Linked DNA regions of Zea mays: region 1 is linked to region 2. A link is a contact called in public Hi-C data. All regions are on one chromosome and are shown on one strand. Each heading gives the region's core, a stretch centred on a gene start, on an enhancer-like site or on the middle of the called end of the contact. The rest is flanking DNA. Distances are from core to core; before and after follow the strand shown. Region 1 holds the start of LOC100282424 (UDP-sulfoquinovose synthase). Region 2 holds the start of LOC100192685.

Region 1 (6,974 bases), core at 3,285-5,784, 170 kb before region 2:
TGTTATTATTAACCAAACAACAATATATCTTTCAGTAATCGCTGAAAGACTTCAGAAACTGATTGGAGGAGGCCGGTGCGCATGCAGGCGGTGGACAACCTGACGCTGCGTCGGTTCCTGCGCGCGCGCGACCACGACGTGGACAAGGCCTCCGCCATGTTCCTCAAGTTCCTCAAGTGGCGGAGGGAGGCGGCGCCCGGCGGCTCCGTGCCGGAGGAGCAGGTGAGGAGGGAGCTGTCGCAGGACAAGCTGTGCATGGGCGGCGTTGACAGGGCCGGCCGCCCCATCCTCGTCGCCTTCGCGGCCAGGCACTTCTCCGCCGGCCATGACATGGCAGAGTTCAAGAGTACGCACTTGTTGTGACACTGCTAGCTGCTCCGTCCATGCATGTCTATGTCTTCCCTCCTTGGTCGTTGGTCCTTGCTAACATTTGTGTGCCGTCCGACCTGAACCGTACCTGCCTGAACACAGTTAGCTGCTCTTAATTGTGCAGGTTTTGTTGTCTACTTCTTCGACAAGATCTGTGCCAGGTAATCATCATCTAGCTAGCTAGCGGCAAGTTCTTCCGAGTTTCTGGTTGATTTGATCTGCCACGCGCTGCAAAACACCGTCTCAGCTCGTAATAATTTAATCTATGCAGAATCCCCAGAGGGCAGGAGAAATTCCTCTGCATCGTTGATCTCAAGGGCTGGGGTACTCAAACTGTGACGTCCGGGCATACATTGCCGCTATAGAGATCTTGCAGGTATACGTTCATGTTCATCCATCACTTACTACTAGGTCCTCTTGAATTTTTTACAATTCCAGAAACTTATCTATCAAAGTGAAATAATATGATACTCCTATCATCTCATTGGGATTTTGGCTTAAATTCTCCATTTAGCTCCTGCACATTTGTAACATGCGTCTTGTTTAAAAAAGATGATAGGAATCATTCTAGCATGTGCTAATCTGATATACTTTATGCAAGATATGAAAGCCATTTCTTCAGGGGCCACTAATATTTATTTATCAGAGGAAGATCTTTGGTCTTCTTTGCAAAATGGTTCTAGAACAGGATACAAAAAACCTGATGAACAATCTATTAGTTTCTAAAGATTTCTTGATGCTTTGGTATTTTTAGAAATGAAAATTTCTTATAAAACAAAGTCTGGATTCCTCTTTGACTGAATCTACTAAGCCATTTTAGCTGGTTAACTGTTTTAATTTATTTGGTTTTTTCCAAGTGTTCTCACTCATTTGACCCGAGTCAACACAAATTCTCTTGTTCGGTAAAATGCTAAGCCACTTTTTGTAATGTCGTATAAGAGTCAGTTTCTTATGTTCCCAGAAATATTAGTATTTCTACAGGTTAACAAGGTACATACAAAGAAGGCGGCTGCTCCCAAGATTGCTAAACAAGAGTCCAGTGATGATGACACTAGCGACGAGACCTTTGAATCTGATGAGGTATGTTATCATTTTTGGGGTTTAATGCTGAAAAAAACCAGCAACCAGCAAATTGAATTGTTAATGTAGTTTTCAGAGTTTTTAGATGCCAATTCATCTTCTCATTAAGGAACCTGCAAAGAAGCCTGTTGCTAAACCCTTGGCTGCAGTTGCAAAAAATGGTTCGAAGACGGTCAAGCAAGAGAGCAGCAGCGATGAGGACAGTTCTGAAGATGAGTCGGATGACGACAGTGATGATGTGAGTTGAAGTTTCCTCGGCGTCCCTGCATCGCTTCCACCAGCCCTCCCCACACGCGGCGACAGGGTCGTCGTCGTCCCGGCTCCGCGTCGGCCACACCCGAACGATCGTCTCCATGTCGTGTCGTCTCCAGTTATGCGAGCGAGGCTGGATAAGGTCGTGGGGTTCCAACAAGGTGGTGCAGCTCCATTCGTCCCTCCACCTCACCCGCCGGCCATCTCTCGATTCCTTTTTGTGTGCTCAGTTTTTTCTTTGTGTGTCATGAGTTTCAGAACTTGATTGGGATGGTTTTTGTGCCATGAGAATTAGGGTTTGATAGGGATGATTTGGGTATCAGTTCTTACGGTCACTGGAATTTGCATATTGTCATAGTCTAATGCCATTAAATTTTGAGGGTAGCGATATTGTTTTCAACCTATTGAATAGGGTATATGATGATGTTGGCAAGCGCTGGAGCAGGTAATATTTTGTTAAAGTTTTCATGTCGTTCCTCCACTGCCATGGCTTGATCTGTGAGGATCCATACATGCATATGGTTTATGCATGTAAGTTTTCTCCTTCCCTTGCTTTACACATCTGCCATATCATGCATGACAAACACATCAGTTTTGGCCCTAATGTTCCAGTGTGTTTTTGTGTAACTTTGTCCCTTTCTTTGTACCAAGATTTTCTTCATTAGGTCTGCGTGGGCTACCAGGGATTAAGGTTAATGATTCAATTATGCTCTTTGTATTGTGCTTATGGTTGAGTATGGCGTTTAACACTAACTACGAGATAGGTCAGAACAGAATTGGAAGACCAGCTTCTCTACACATATAGATGCCATTTTCTCGATGGGGAGTTCAGTGATTTCAAGGCGCTGCCTAGAGCAAGTGGATAATTGAGTGATTTTCAGGAGCTCCTACACTATTTGTATGAACTAACGTAAGTTCCACCAGTAACAAGTAAATATTAAAAATCACAATGATTATATGCTGAACTGATGTTCCTTTTTCTCATGCAAGCAAAATTGTAACTCTTCATTTTCCCTTTCGTTCCAGTCTTTCTGATCATAAGTGGGATGATGCGAACTATCTGGAGCCCAAACAGATCAACAGGTATTTGACAAGAGTGGTTAATATTTGCGGTCATTTTATATTGCACAGGAAGAATTCCAACTAGAACTGTTTAAGAATCTGCTTGGCAATTATACTCATTTGTATTTCATCACTATTGTATTGTGCTTTAAGCAATTTTGGCATCAGTTAAATTAACATGAAATTGCCTTTGCAGACGTTTGGTCTTTTCAATGCCAAACCAAGGGGTGTCATTGATTTTGGTGATTTCATCCGAGATGTAAATGTTTTCATCCAAATAACCCATATGAAGAAAATAAATAACATTTTCCCATGGTGACTGTAGGAGTCAGACTTGGGGTAGGCCTAGCTTGGCCTGGGGCTTAGCTATAGCAGGGCCAAGGTTAAATAACATTTTACCATGGCGATTGTAGGATTCATAATAGGGGAGGGCCTAGCTTGGCCTGGGGCTTAGCTATAGGAGGGCCAAGATGAAGTTGAATGTGAATCATGTTCACACCATTGTGATCGTGACAATCTTTCTTTTGGGTTCGCTTGACAAGGACATAAATCCTTCCCCATGGTAGTCAGGTTTGTTCCTTGTTCTCCTACAGAACTCTTTATTGTTAATTATCTAATAGATATCGTAAACAATATTTATAGACAATGTGCTCTGGTCGGAAACTCTGAGAATATGAATATGCCAATTTTCCTTTAGTATGATTATTTATTGCTTTGTCAACAAAACACTTCAGCGAATGGTTCTCATGGCACTTTCCATATATTAGCGTCAGTACATGAGTTCTCCTTTTTATACTTGGTGATTTACAGTCTGTGCATGGTGACTTTGTCTGCAGATGACTACCGTAATAAAGATGAAGTTAGTGTTCTCACGGAGGAATTCAAGACCCAACTTACCATTAGGGAGGATCTGTTCATCACAACCAAGGTTGTCTGATTTACAGAATGATACATTTTGTATTATGGAGGACTGGCCTTTCCAAAATGGATGCGACCATTAAAATTGTGCCCCATGAATTGGTAATGAGGGTTGGGATGTCATGCACTGCTAATTCACTCGGGATGTATATAATTTGTGTGATATAACATTTGTCTGTAATTAAAAATTCTAAATTAACTTTTTAGAAATAATTTGTGTGATGTTGATAATGTTTTGCACACGGATTTTGCATATTATAGTGATGTTTGTCGTTTCGTATTAATGTTTCATACAAATCTTTTACTTCCGTCGCAACGTACGAGCACATATTTATAACAATATAACACAGATATGTACATAAGTTATCATGTTATTATACGGTTCCGTTGCAACGCACGGGCACTCACCTAGTAAGTTTTATAAGCATTCAACTACTACTCTCCATTTCACACTGTATAAACTAATTTCATCATTACTTTTATTTACACTTTGCGGCACACTTTCATAAAGGATCATTTTCATTTTGAAAATTGATAAATTCCAATTTCTTGGCACATTTATTATTTTATATCAATTAAATGTATTACTATGTATGTATTTATAGGAATTGTAAAAGAATATATAAATATGGTAAAAAAATTATGACTATAAACTTAATAAAACGAATTGATACTTATTATAAGGTTATGTGCCAAATCAAACAAGTATCTAAATGTGAATCTGAATTCGATCTATCCTTTTGTATTCGTATTCTATAATATTTATATCGTATAATATTCACATTTGTATATGAATTAAATTAAATATGGTAAATAGTGAGATGGTCTTTATGCGTATCCGATGGTTGTGATGTCGGATCGCGCTTGCGGCTTGCCGCAGTCGATCCGAATCGCAACGCCCGAATATACCACTCCTCCCTGCTTGCCTCCCGCTGATATGATATCCGTCCATTCCAATCCCCCTCTTCCGCTCCGCCTCCCTCTAGCTCCTCTCCCTCTCGCAGCCATCCTCGTCCCCCCAAGAATCCGGACGTCGTTTGTCCCCTCCTTTTCTGGTAAGCACTTGCTGCCTTGCTCGGATGGGTTGCTGCTTCTGTTCGGCGGATTCTTTGTTGCGAGCTTCTATATTCAAATCTCTACATCCAGCTTGCTGCGGATTCGCTTGCAGTTAGAGACCGACGTGTTTGAGGTTTTAGCTGTCCCGGATATAATAAACTCGGTGTTTTCTTCATTTGTTCGGAAACTTTAGTTATTTTCTCTTAAATATGCTTGTTAGAAGAGCGATTGGGGAAGAGGTCTCACTTATTGCTGGGAGCATAAGCTTTCATTAAAAAAGGTATAATAGTTAATTGGGATAATGTGTCTTTGAATCTGTATATCAAAAAAGGGACAAGTTCACAAGGCTAAGACAAGTCCACAGGAACTAATACAAGTTACAGTATGTTGTCAAATGTCAATTGAAGGAAGTAGTGTTTTCCTATCTAACTTGCTCTGTATGTTCATCTTTTACCTATTTGGTATCTAGTTTTCCGCCCTCCTTTACTGACCCTAATTTATGTCTACTACTCTGTAGGGCGTTTACATCTTTAAGCTCAAAGAGAAAGGATTATGAAAATGGCGCACTTGATCACTAATTGCAGCTTTCAGACATTCTCGAGTTCTCCTAATTACTGCCGCAATATTGGGCAACTACAGAACTCAAAATCTTCAAATCTGTCCCTCAAATCTTGTTCCAGGAGACAAAAGAAGTCATATGTTACCTGTGCTAGCGCTGCCGTACAAGGACAGACACAAACACCTCTTACTGGTAGCCAGCAAGCTTATGAGCATTCATCCTCCAAACCTAAAAAGGTAATGGTTATTGGTGGAGATGGATACTGTGGGTGGGCAACAGCACTTCATCTCTCAAACAAAGGTTATGAGGTTGCGATTGTTGATAATCTTGTCCGCCGTGCTTTTGATAACCAACTCGGTCTTGATTCCCTTACCCCCATAACCTCCATCCAGAATCGTGTCCGTAGATGGAAGTCTCTCACTGCTAAGACAATCCAGCTCTTTATCGGTGACATATGTGATTTTGAATTCCTCTCAGAAGCCTTCAAGTCTTTTGAGCCGGATGCCGCTGTCCACTTTGGCGAGCAAAGATCCGCGCCATACTCTATGATTGATCGTTCGCGGGCAGTCTACACACAGCATAACAATGTCATTGGGACACTTAATGTCTTGTTTGCCATAAAGGAATACAGTGAAGAGTGCCATCTTGTTAAGCTAGGAACTATGGGTGAGTATGGAACACCAAACATTGACATCGAAGAGGGGTTTATCACTATTACTCACAATGGAAGAACAGACACCTTGCCTTATCCAAAACAAGCCAGCTCTTTCTATCATCTGAGCAAAGTGCATGATTCCCACAACATAGCATTTACATGCAAGGCTTGGGGTATAAGGGCCACTGATCTTAACCAAGGTGTGGTCTATGGTGTCAGAACAGATGAAACTGCAATGCACGAAGAGCTATCTAACAGATTTGATTACGATGGGGTCTTTGGGACCGCACTAAATAGGTTCTGTGTTCAGGCTGCTGTTGGGCATCCACTTACAGTTTATGGAAAAGGTGGTCAGGTATGTCTTTGTTATAGCGCGGTGCCAAATAACTCCCCCCTCTTCTTTTTTGAAATATGTCTATGGTCGAAATTGTTAGCGTGCATCAATCAGATCAATACTTAAAATGCCAGTGGTTGAAATCACTACTCGCATTTTGTCATAAATCTTGGGAACTGAAAAATCATGTTAGCTCTACCTCAACAAGTATTGAAATTGAATTTGTCTTCTTTTCCTGCTAAATGCTCCAGAATAGTGATTTGGTAACCTGCTTGTTATATATTCTGAGTCTGTTACTCCGATGACCTCACTGATTTTCTTAAGGTCGCCTATTTGGGAGAACTCCGCAACAGTTTCTTTATCTCACATGGTACTCCAAACTGCAGACTCCTAAGCTTGTCAAACACAATTATAATAAGTAATGTAATAGGCTGTGCTTCTGCTTATACATACAAACACTGCTCTTCAAATATCACACGCAAAAGCGACCATCGCATAGTCATTAGCTATCAAAGAAGTTAAGAAGTGTGGTCTAAAATTTACTGAACATTCTTCTCAGTTACCACTTCAAATTACTTTTAGATCAGCATAGTGTGGCATAAATTTACTGAACAAACTTTTTCTTCCTATCCGCTCCAGACCCGGGGATATCTGGACATCAGAGACACTGTACAGTGCGTGGAGCTAGC
Region 2 (7,097 bases), core at 1,896-4,395:
CGAGACCCATCGGTCAGAAACACAGATGCACACGCGATTCTGCTGACAAGGGGGCCCCGCATGTCGTTGTCTCGCGCGTGCAAAGCCAAGCTCCCAACCCGCGGGTCCCACCGTTCAGTGGCCACAGAAGCGCGCGTGGTGGGGTGTCGGGCTGACCGAGTAGTGGGCTGGTGCAGGAAGATGGGCCAATAATGGCAGTAGCGGCCCATCCGAATTCTTTCCTCTTTTATTTTTCTATTTCTACTTTCAATTTGAAGCATTTAACCTAAATTCAAATCCCTATTTTGAATTTCAGATTCCAAGTGTCAAAATTAATACTAATGTGAATCTAAACCTTACTGTTTATGATAATAATATTTATTATTTTCCTTGTTATTTATTTATGGGAGGAATAAATAACTTAATTAAAATTTTCTTTCCCAATCTCTTTTATTTTCTATTTCTATTTCCAAATTCTATTTTCCTAATTTGAACTTGTCTCACAATTTGAATGCAAATACAAAAATGCAAGACCTTACTGTTTTCGTATTCAAATTAAAATACGGTAAAAGATGATATCCGGATCTGATTTCATTCAAATATGATCCCGATTCCATCACTACGGACCACCAACAGAACAATCAGGATGCGTGGACGGCACCCTAAGCGGTACGTCATCAAGGCTCGTGGACCACGATCTGAACGTTGTCGGTCATCATCAGCGAGCGTAGACGACATGATTGCTGGCCGCTGGCCTTGGCAATTAATTAAAAGCAAAACAAATTGTCTTACAATTAGAACGCGTGATAAAATCACAAATTCACACTTGAACTCTACAGTAACATTGGACTATGATTCTGCAGTAGTACCATTCAACTTGGAGAACATAAAAGGTATGAATCCTAATACAATATCTAACTTTTGATTCAGAAACACTGCATGTACTCGATTTTGTCCACACACAAAAAAAAATTAAAGAAAAGAAAAGAATAGAATAGCAGTAGTTATAATATCGCCTCCACACCATATTTTATGATGACTATATATGCTCCATTTTCTACCATATTTTAAAAAGGTTACATCTTTTTTATTCATGTAGAGCAGCATGCCTTCTTTGTATTTCCTGCATTGCTGTCAATGCTGATGGTTTTGCCCTGTGAAGGCAATGGGGCAGCTGTGGCTGCTGCTTCCTTGGCGGCCAGCGCTTTCCTGTTGACGATGCCATACACCTCCGTGATAATAGTCTGGAAGGCTTCCTCCACGTTGATGGCCTCCATAGCTGACGTCTCGAGGAAGAACAGCCCTTCCTTCTCAGCCAACGCTTTGCCTTCGTCCTCAGAGATAGCTCTCAAGTGGATCAGGTCGGATTTGTTGCCCACCATCATGATCACGATGCTGGAGTCAGCGTGGTCGCGGAGCTCACGAAGCCACCTGTGAACGTTGTCGAAGCTCTGCCTCTTCGTGATGTCGTACACAAGCAGGGCGGCCACGGCGCCACGGTAGTAGGCGCTTGTAATCGCACGGTACCTTTCCTGCCCAGCTGTGTCCCAGATCTGAGCCTTTATTGTTTTGCCGTCAATCTGTGTGAAAGAAGATAAGGATAATCTTAATTAGCGACATAGTTGTAAGTAACTAGAGTAATAAACCATGCTCTCAGATTTTGTTCCGGTTTAAATGCACATCAAACATTACCAGTCCAGCAGTCCTGAGCGAAAATAGAAGCTGTGTCCAGTACAATTAATAGAACGGCAATGACAGTGTCATTATCATGGAAGGAATCACAATGGCAGGAAAAGTATTACGACGACAGTTTGGTTTCACCTAACACTCTACTGACAGACAGGATGCCGCATAATACAGACTAGCGGCAGTAGCTGGCGTATCGACCTATCAATCAATCTACACCAAACGCTATGATATGATCCTGGGGCAAAAGAGAACAATTTCTCTATGATATAGAGAAGGTATCATGGTAGCAACAACTAGCATTATGCATCCACTCTAAAAAAGTTAAATATTTTATAATTTATAACAGGAGTGATACGTTAATAATTTTAAAAGGGGGTTTTCACGTTGGATGTCAGTCCAGCTTTTAGCCCTAAACTATGAAACTAGATAACAAACAAAACCTCCAACAGTTCAGAAAATTTCGGTCTAATGACCAATTTTGAAGTAGTTTTCTACATTCTAAAAGTAATAAAATTTAGTCAAAAGTTCATAGTTGGTTTATTTTCAATCAAAAAAAAATGAAACTAGTTTAAGTTTTCTTCATTGGTGTGCTATTTAGAGTCATTTAGATATTGTTTTCATTTGATATATATATCATAAACAGGTACACAACCTTTAAAAAGTTGTAATAGTTTCGTACTTTTCTGGTTTGTAATAATTTAAGGATGTCAATGGATGCCTATTAACGGTTCCATAGTATAGCATTGAAACTCTGGCTCACACTCCGCAGTTTGATGGTTGAAAAATGAACTCGAACCATGAACCAGGACCGCTGAAAAACAAAAAGAAAATAGATACAAGAGGCCATTCACTACGTGTGAACACTGAACAGGTGAACTCCCAGTATCTCCGCAGGTATTTTTTTATCAACCCTCCACCTAAATTTGCCTCTTCGTTGCAACTTCACAAGAAAAAGAAAACAGTCGTAAGCCACACTGTATGACGAAACGAGCAGCTTTATCGGGTGGCTACCAACCGCAATCTTTCCAGTCGCCAAGATCGAGATCTGGCGGGTTGGGATCGCGAAGAGACCATCCACTAACGCGCGCGTACAGAACAGCTACAGAGAAATAGAAGACGGGGGGGGGGGGGGGGGGGGGGGGGGGGGGGGGGCAAATGGAGGCACACCTGTAGGGACTTGGTGGCGAACTCGACGCCGATGGTGGACTTGGAGTCGAGGGAGAAGTGGTTGCGCGTGAAGCGAGAGAGGATATTGGACTTGCCGACGCCGCTGTCCCCGATGAGCACCATCTTGAACAGGTAAGAGTACTCGTGATCCACCCGCCCCCCCCATCTTTCTCCCCTGCTGTCCTCCTCGTGCCGAAGAGGAGATCTCTTCTCGTCGGTGAGGATGGCCCGACGAAGAAGGCGGAAGAAGGGATTCGTGAATGAAGGAAAAAAAAGAGAGGTAAAGGTAAGGAGTGGTGGCCTGGCCTTTGCGGCTTGAGCTGGCGGGTGGTGGTGGGAGAGCACTTGTCACTCGTCCAACTAAGGGTCCTAGACCACCTCAGCAAGTCAAAAATTGAATTTGTATAAAGAATTTATCATTGAGCTTCTATACAGCGTGTTAGGATGTAATTATGAATTAGAACCAGCTTTCTAAAATTCCGTTGTTTGATTACGTATAGAATCGAGATTTGGAATGATAGATTTAATTTTCTGGATTTGGACTTTAACTATAAACTTATTCTCCCAGTACTGAGCATTATCTTTTGTATTATGTGCAATTAGATCACACAATTTTAAACCTCAATTCAGCGACATCCAAACAATAGAATAGAAATAACATCTCATTTCAATACCACAGTTGATTTGGTATTGAATCTGGTATTTATTATAGAATTATTAATCAAACTAGCAACTCCAATTCACGGTAGACACATGGTGGGTCCCATTGAATTCAATGGTATTCAACTGAATACCAATTATTTTTAGCAAGAAAACTCAATATATACATGTATATAGTGTATATACATATAAAACAGAAAATAAATCAAATAAGTGAATAAACTCTTTTAATTTCGGCTAAAATATCTTAGCTTTCCTACCCACTCGACCCAATAGATTGTCATGGCACCTATGGCCAATTGAGCCACTCTTTTCATCCATGCGATAACCATGGCAAAAAAAATCCCCAACCTATACAAAACTCTGCTATAGTTCTGGCCTCCAGCAGATCCACACCAGGGCACCAGCCTCCAGGGCATGGTTGTGAGGAATAGATATCTCCTGGGTCCTCATGAACACTAAAATATATCATGGGTCGCCTAATGGGCCTCCTATTAGTTCATCCTACGGGATAGGCCAGCATGTCATAACCGGATCGGCGAATCTGATTCAAGAAGATAAAGACCAACGTCCGAGTTAGGCGCTACCAAAGCACTGATTTCTCGGGTGGTGCAGTTGTAAGCACCTGAGGAGCTAAACATTCGACAGTAACTCGGGCGAGAAGATGGTCAAGACCCCGGATATGTAGGACTACAAGCTGGGACAAAGAAGGAGATAAGTGAAGTAGACAATGATCACAACTTGTAAAGGGATAACTCTCTGGTTGTGTATGGCTGAGGGGGCACCCCTACAAAATCATCTCAACCCGTCCTCATCAACAACACCTGAGCAATCGCAGAGCTCACTTGTAACCTTCATACTCCAGAAACCAATACACAGCCACAACAGGAAGTAGGGTGTTACACATTCTAACGTGGACCGAACCTATATAAACTCTTGTGCAACAACGACATGCTTCTGCACGTACCATTGAGTCGCAATCAACGACGTCGTCCTAACCAAAAGCAAACGTCGTTCTACCCAATTAATTTATTCCTTCAAAATGCATTTTTTAATTAACATTGCCTAGTGTTGGAAAAACACACTCGGCAAAGAAATCCTTTGTCGAGTGTTTTTTACCAAGCGTTTTTTGTTTGACTTCTTTGACTAGTGCCCGAAAAAAAACACTCGGCAAATCATTTGACACTCGGCAAAAAGTTGAATTCCGGAAGTGAGAGAGGACAGGACGAAGAAGGTGAAGAAAATGCCCTGTATTGAGTGTTTGTTGTAGAAAGCATTCTACTTTGAATCCTTACTAATAGTAAGAATTATATTGCGAGATTATATGGCTGGTAAGCCCCGTTGAGCCACTTTTGGGAGCGGACGGTTCGGCCCTGTAGGCCGGATGATCCGGTGGTAGCTCGGACGGTACGCGCATGCGCAGAATCAATTAGGATTACGAGTTTCTAGTGGGATTTGTTAGCTAAATCTGTGGGATTAACTCGAGATACGACTTGTAACGGGTCCAGACCTCCCCCTTTTATATAAATGAAGGGGTACGGCCGATTGAACCCCCCACAATCGATCAAATCAAATCTACTTATTGTTTTTACCTTATGCATTAGGAGTAGTTCTAGTTTAGCCCTAGTTTAGCCTCCCTCTACCTCAAATCTTCTCCTCTCTTCGGCTCTACGTCGACTAGAGGCATCTTAGGTGGCCTACCAACCCAAGACACACCCTAGGATCTCTCCTCCCCAACAGGGTCCCTCCCGGGAGGCGAGATCTTGGTCTGCTGCGAAGAAGAAGACCCTCTGTGCCATCGTGGACCGTTTGAGCCCCAGGCGCGGACCGTTTGGACATACGCAGAGGAGGAGACGCTCCAGCGCTAGGTCGCGGACCGTTCGGCCTTGTGCTGTGGACCGTCCGCGCCTCCGTAGAGAGCACCACCATGGGGTCCTTTCCAGTGTTTGGTGCCTAGATTGACGCCAACACACTTTTTGGTGACTCCGCTGGGAATAGGTGTCTAGATCTACTAAAAATCAGGCCCTCAAATGGTTGGTTCTAAATATCACATCGATATCTCCCCATACAATATTCTGAAGCTGGCTGTTGAAAGTCTGACGGCCGATGAGCAATAGCAATACGAGGACTACATGTGTCAAGCGAAGGAGAAATTCTTGTCACAATACACGGTGGATGTAACATCCCAAAATTTAATCCCAAGGTTAGAAGCCCTAATCCTCTAGACCCCACCTCATAAGACATTTCATCATATGCATACACCATGATTATTAGTAGCACCTCACATAGAATATTTTTGACACCTAAGAATATATAGCTAAATATTTGTTCAAAAGAAAAAGGAGATAAAAGAAATAGAAAAAGAAAAAAGGAAAATCTCTCCTCCCCCCTCGGCTGGGCCGAATCCGGCCCAACCCCCCTCTCTCTCTCCCGCACACGTCGTTCCTCTCCCCCCCGCTCAGCCCACGCGGCCCACCTCTCGCGTCCGCGCTCGTGCCACGCCGCTGTCAGCCCGGCCCCACCCGTCAGCCGCGCCCGCCCTCGCTCCCTCGCGACTGCCCTCTCTCTAGCAAGCGGGCCCCGCTTGTCAACCCCTCCCTCGCGTCCGTGACCAAGCTATCGGTGCTAGCGCCGCCGGTCGCCACCCGCCTCGTCGCCTCGCCATTAACACGCTCGCCAGCGAGGTTGGCGCTGTTGGGGGCCTTCGGCTTCCGAAGGTCCTCAAAAACAAGATTTAACAGTATTTCTGGAGTATAATGTGTGAACAGGTATCTTCGGACTCGAATCGGTACCACAGTGGGAGAAGCCCAAAGAATACGAAGGTCGACACAGCACCGAAGCTGTGAGCAGGAAAGCTTCGGCGTAACAGCAGAAAAAGAAACCGACTTAAAGATGAAAAGGCTATTCAGACCTCGGTGGATTACTATAGAATTACTACCAAATGTAAAGGGCATGAATGTAATTTTATATGGGCTGTGTCCCGTGCCTATAAATAGGTGAACAGTACTCCCGTACTGTTCACGCTGATTTGGCATTTGCTTTTGCGTCACACCTGTACTTTCATCTCCTTCCCAAGCTGAAGGTACATTTGTAATTCGATGTCATTTCTGTTTCTTCATAATAATAATAATGCAAAAATAAGTTGATAATAATATATAATTGTCTATGTTATCCTTCATATTCCTTATGATTCATTCTTCATCATCGTATGCTGTGTTTATGAAGGTACGTCCTTCATAACCTTCATCCAAAAATCATTATATCCTAAGGGAAATAATGCTTCGTAGGACGAAGGACTTTACCGATTAACATTTTCCGTGTTACCTTGTTCTTAACTCATAGCATTTGAGAACAAGTCCCCAACATTGGCGCCCACCTCCGGTGAACTCACTTCCACTCTTTGAGTTTTTGAACACCTTTGGCGATCATAAACCTTCGCTATGGCGCCGAAGAAAGCTTCAGCAACTGGGGCTGCAGCTCTGCAACCGCTGGACCACAATCAGGAGACTATCTCCCTTCGGGAGGCCCGAAACCAGAAAAGGAAGGCTGTTAGCCCGACACCGCCAGAGGATGAGATAGACCAAGAAATCAGAGACATGGAG

Evidence for each region. Hi-C and Micro-C count contacts between places; a contact is called where the count stands out from the background.
Region 1: a contact with region 2 is called in a Hi-C map of leaf, with 5 times the contacts expected there. The contact joins the promoter of LOC100282424 here to the promoter of LOC100192685 in region 2. A contact is called at or near these places in 2 of 25 Hi-C or Micro-C datasets (ear and leaf).

The regions. Positions count from the first base shown.
Region 1 is chr8:92,788,426-92,795,399 of Zm-B73-REFERENCE-NAM-5.0, reverse strand. It overlaps LOC100282424 (UDP-sulfoquinovose synthase), which reads left to right and starts at 4,534. Exons shown (of 3, transcript NM_001155335.2): 1 at 4,534-4,736; 2 at 5,255-6,306; 3 at 6,925-6,974. The coding sequence starts at 5,290. It overlaps LOC118473119 (a long non-coding RNA gene), which reads left to right and starts at 2,108. Exons shown (of 3, transcript XR_004851994.1): 1 at 2,108-2,611; 2 at 2,728-2,784; 3 at 3,600-3,682. It also overlaps the pseudogene LOC103635549.
Region 2 is chr8:92,617,209-92,624,305 of Zm-B73-REFERENCE-NAM-5.0, reverse strand. LOC100192685 reads right to left here and starts at 3,145. Exons shown (of 3, transcript NM_001137890.2): 1 at 2,997-3,145; 2 at 2,836-2,995; 3 at 816-1,559. The coding sequence starts at 3,001. The coding sequence ends at 1,071.